Regions from separate parts of the Hordeum vulgare genome. Here region 2 is linked to region 1. Evidence: chromatin contacts called from public Hi-C data. All regions are on one chromosome and are shown on one strand. The core of a region is the stretch at or near the end of the contact, and the rest is flanking DNA. Distances in the headings are between cores, read along the strand shown.

Region 1 (2,685 bases), core at 124-2,623:
TAGTCAACTCATCATAAAAAAATGTGCATTTCTTTCGCAGATAAACTTTTTCTGTAGTTGTGCATGCGCTCCCGTCGAGTTCGTTGCTCCCCCGACGCTGCTCATAACACCCTCACCTATTCACCATGTCCAGCTAACAAAAATCTAAAACAAAAAAAATTCATATTTGGTTGGAGCAAAAAAAAAAGCCGATTCCAGCAAACTTAGTGGCGCTTCGAGCAAAAATCTCAAGAGCAAAATGTTAAGGTAGTCGATTGTACCGAACAAAATAGCATGTTCCAGCAAAAAAGATCAATCGGTTCAGTAAACTTAGTGATGGTTCAAGTAAAAATCTCAGCAGCAAAAAAATTAAGGTAGTCATTGCACCAAACAAAATAGCCATAGCTCCAGCAAAAAAATACATTGGTTCAAGCAAAATTAATCTTAGAAACAAATACATTGGGCCGATTGTAGCAAAAATAAGCCTGTTCCAGCCCAAACAAATGTTGGTTCTAGAAAAAAAAATGTGTCGCGGGGCGAGGGCGCATCGGGTTACAGCATCAAGGAATACTGGTTCCAATATTGCCGTGTGCTGGTTGTAGCTTCCCAATCGGTTGGTCCTGGCACCTATAGAATCTTTACCTTGCCGGTTGTAGCTCACCCCATGAACGGCTCCAGCACATCCACCATCGCCCGGATGCAACTCTCATCGATGATGGTTCCTGCACACGGGGGACCCCCCATGTCACATCACTGTGTGCCTTCATACGGAGTGCAACTCACAGCAGCCCTGGCAACCACTGGCCACAACATTGTTGCAAAACCAAAGTGGTGGTGGCCATGGCCGTTGTTTCATATCTGAATGACAGGGAGATGGATTGTCGTTGGAGATGGGTGGAAAGGGCTTGGAGTAGGTCCACTCGCGGGCCGGAGGCTGTCAACGGCGATGGTCAGCCCGACATCCCAACCGAATTTCAGCAAACCTCGGAGGCCCAAAGGCGAGGAACGGAGCAACGAGTGTTGAGAAAGGGATATGAAGAAAGTGAAGATAGACACTGGCATGGAAAAGGACCGGACACTCGTCTAACGCTTGGGTTGTTTGTGTGGCGTTTGATTCATCACGATTCAACGATGCGTGTTGGACCATCGTGAGCATTAGGTCGGCCAGCCTGTGGGATATTTCTTTTTTTAGAAGGCATTTTTTTAGGCAAATTTAGAATATACTGTTATCAGCAACACAAGGTTCCATATTGTTATCGTAAAAAAACAGCATCCACATAGCCTTTTTTTTTTGAGGATTGCATCCACATTTGTTTTTTGAGCCGCTCACATCGGAAAGAGCCCGTGTGCTCCCGAAGCCTATACAGGGAGGCCCCCTAAAAGCCCAACAAGACGCCCACTCCCCTCTCCCTCCCGCAAACCTCAAACCCCACGACCGCTCCGCCCTCTCCGACAGCAGCGAAGCGCAACCTCGTCGGCGATGACTCGCATCACGGCGCCGGAGCTGTCGCCCTCGCCCCCGGACTCCCCGCCTCCCGCCCGCCGCTCCCCGGCCCCGGCGACCCCGTCCTCCCGCCGCCGCCCCTCCCCGTCCCCGTCCCTCGCGCTCACCCCCTCCTCCGCCTCCACTTCCGCCACCTCCTCGAGGCCCAGGCCCCGGCCCTCGCCCAAGAGGACCTACTCGCCGGCGCAGTGGGTCCCCGTCTCCTCCCACCCCGCCTTCGCGCTCCGCGGTGCCCTGGGCGGCGGCGGTGCCGCGTGGGATGCCGCCGGGTCGAGGCTGTACGTCTGGGACCCTTCGGCGCGCGGCGCCCACCGGGTGTCCGTGCGGATTCGCGACGCCGAGGCGGAGAGGGACGGGGAGGAGGTCGCCGTCGAAGCCGCCGTGCCTTCCGAGGTGAAGTGAATTCCCCCCTGGCTGCTTTTTAGTACTAGCAAAGGCCCTGTGAAATGCTAGGGATAGGCAAACGTTCCCCCCGTCCTCTAGTCACTAGGTCAGACCGTCAGAGGCATACATGTGAGAATCTAAATTGGTGATTATGGGAATTTGCAATTCGCTAGTACCTCTGTCCTGTGTGTGAACAAAAATGGGGAGAAACTTCTCTGTGTGATGTTGTGCAACTGGACATTGTGTGTGGAGCATTTGGATTTCTTAGTGTCGGGTCGTGTGTTAACTCAGGTAGTACTGTTTGCTACTCCAGGTACATCCTTTCCAAGAGGTTTGTACTGTGATGTAGGAAATATAGTGCGTCATATCCTCTAATTTTTACAAATGTGAAGTCGATATTATGATGTGCGATGGGCACTGGGTGGGAAAGAAGATGGGTCTACCTTCCCCTATATTTGTAAGGAGATTGGGTTTTAAACAGTTCGATAACATTAAAGTTTCTCTGAGCTCATTTCTTATGTAGTACAGTAGTATATAGTAATATAACTATGTAAAATAACTTTAGGCATCAAATGGTATACTATATCAGCTTCCATGTTTCTAGGCATGAAAATGCACCACCTAAGTTGTGCATTTTCACGTTTTAGAGATTTGACGAGAACATACATGGGGGAGGCTGAGGCATAATTGTACATTTCTTATTTGCATGTGAACTAAGGCTGCAAAAGAAATTCATTGATTCTTTCCTCATAGTGGGGAAATTTCCATTCCTGGCATAGTGATATAATAGCTTTTTCTGGAATGTGTGTATTCATATG
Region 2 (2,685 bases), core at 110-2,609, 220 kb before region 1:
ACATCAAGGGCGATCAACGTTGCTGGTACCACTTGGTCCACACATTTTATCCAACAATTTTCTAGTCATGTAGCTGCAGTATACAATCGAAGCTGCGTGGATACTGGATACCAAGGCATGCTGAATGTACATCTGAATTCTAGCATTCAATAACATATACTCCAATGCTGCAGTAAGATATATTGCATATCAACAGTAAGTATAAGCATGATTTAACGCTATCAAGTAATTACAGTTACCTGATGATCAATGTGGGCCCCCAGAGGACAAATCCTGTAGGGGCAAGCAACCACCCTAACCTCTCTCGCATCTCGTCCGCTAATCTCAACCACATTCTTCCGCACAATATCGAGCTGCACCACCAGAAACATCAATAATAAGATAAACCCGAGGCTGATACGCATTCATAAGATGAACTTAAGTTAGCAGCCTGCTCTAACATGTAATTTCATAACCAATATATATAATTGCATAAGTTGAATGGATTCCATGTCATGCAGTTGCCACTGAATCAATTTGATTTCGTTCATCCGATTAGTTATACCAAACTTTGAGCCGGTAGGAAGCTCTAAAATCTCCAGGCGTTCGAAAAGTACAGCAGATCGTGGTCCTACTGGAGCCATCCACATCAGCAAGTTATCGCGTAGCCGAAAAAACAGGTGCAGATCCGTGCGTTCCCTCCCCCACATGTCTTCGGCAAAGCACCAACACGACACTACTTTATCCCCCAAAAAAGTGCATTAATTCAGAAATAACCACCACTCTGCAAATTATGTCGGCACCACATTAATTCCGAGCAATCAATCATCGGTGTACCACTAGCATCGACCGCATACATCCGTTGGGGGAATTTCTTCTACTAACAGTAAAAGTTCGTTTTCGACGCCCGCGCTAGAGAAATGCAAAGGAAATTAAACGGGGCCGATTAGCTAGCCTAGCAGGTAGCGTACGGGTTCAGAGTTCAGGCGGCTACTCACGACCAAGCAAATGGGGAAGCGCGGATCGAGGCTTGAACCCTAGGCAAATCCCCAAACATCCCGAAGTTTACGGGGCCGCGAGATCGAGAGCGCCGACAGGCGACATGCGGCAGCCGCGACGGCCACAGCGATCGATCGTCCAGGCAATGCGGGTGGGGGTGGGGGTGGGGGCCTTTCCTTACCTCCTCCTCCGACGGCCACCGCGACGGCGACCCTCCTCCAGCCGGCGCCACCATTCCTCCGCCGCCGCCGCCGCCGCCGCTGACCTAGCCGCTCGCCGCTCGCCGCTCGCCGCAGGTGGTGGTGGTGGCCGTATGCGAGTGGCGCGGCCGCAGTGTGCGCGGGGCGGCGTGAGGTGGCGTGTGCGCGTTTGTTTCTTTCCGCCTTCGGTCGAGCGCGCGTGAGTTGTTTAATAATCTCTGGCTTGGCCCCGCCGTCGCGCTGTCAGTCAGGCCAAGGTGGGTGTACTAGGGTGATGGCGATTTGTTGGTTGTTGATCACGGGATCGCCGCCGTTCAAGTCCGCGCGGACGGCCGGATGGATCGTGCGCGCATCTGTGACAACTACGTCCAACCGCTGCGATTTTCTGAACGAACGACAGTGATCCGCGTTGCGGGCGCACCAAAATATGTTACACTATTTTTCTTTCCTGAGGGTACGGAAAGAAGTTGTACTGTCATTATTTTTTTAAAAACTTTTAATATATTTATCTCTGATTACGACGATACAAGAGACATAAAAATAATAATATATACCTTATATATATACTAGCACAAATGCCCGTGCGTTGCAACGGAAGAAAAATAAAAAAAGCACGTACGTAAGGTCTTAGATTATAAAATATGTACAAAGAATATCATGTCCAAAGATTATAACATTTAGATGCTTAAGTTAACATGTTACAATACAAATAGTCGGTACGAAATAAAGACAAATATTAATTAGCATTGTATCCTAAATAGTATTTTTTTTTTAATATTTAATATGTAAAATAACAACATATTCAAACTCTACACATTTTTCTAATCAAGTTTCATATATAACATGTTTAAATTGGATTTACGGTTTAAAAGATATTGTTATTTAAAAATACATATTTATTCTGAATGGACTTCGAGGTTATTAACGCATATGTGAGGGATGTATGTAAAAAATTTAAAAAACGATTCGTTCTGAATATAATTTGGACTGCGGGTTATTTAGCACGAAAGTAAGGGGGTTTTGTGTAAAATGTGAAAAAACGGTTCAGCCTCACTTAAAAACGTACCGCGGGTTAATTAGATGAAACTACAGGGGTGTTTTTGCAAAATGCCACAACGGACGCCAGAAGCAGTGCGTGCTTTATTATTAGGGGAGATATACCTCTATAATAAAGAGGATATTGCTTTCGTCGGAAAATCCACCACGATATTTTTATAAAAAAGCCCCTGTAATTTTTGTTATTCAACCCGCAGTTCAAAACCGTTTTGTTCATGAACGACCCAAGCGCACCTAATAATAATTAAAAACGAACGTCGTTCTCCGCATGATCTCGCCTCGCTTGACCAGTTTCGGACAAGGACTCTCCAGGAGCCCCGAAGCATCACGACCCGATCCATGACTATATAAATTAACACCAGTCAATATATCAAGCCTCGAAACTCCTCGCTACAGAAATCACCTGTCGCTCCCCAGGCAACTGCGTGTTCAGCCACGCTCATCTTCCTCC

The links. Hi-C and Micro-C count contacts between places; a contact is called where the count stands out from the background.
Region 2: a Hi-C map of seedling shows a contact between it and region 1, with 2.0 times the contacts expected there. The contact joins the promoter of LOC123427669 here to the promoter of LOC123427667 in region 1. A contact is called at or near these places in 2 of 6 Hi-C or Micro-C datasets (leaf and seedling).

The regions. Positions count from the first base shown.
Region 1 is chr2H:604,218,423-604,221,107 of MorexV3_pseudomolecules_assembly, reverse strand. LOC123427667 (nuclear pore complex protein NUP88) reads left to right here and starts at 1,373. Exons shown (of 9, transcript XM_045111762.1): 1 at 1,373-1,876. The coding sequence starts at 1,460.
Region 2 is chr2H:604,440,637-604,443,321 of MorexV3_pseudomolecules_assembly, reverse strand. LOC123427669 (galacturonokinase) reads right to left here and starts at 1,359. Exons shown (of 14, transcript XM_045111763.1): 1 at 1,160-1,359; 2 at 240-353. The coding sequence starts at 1,213.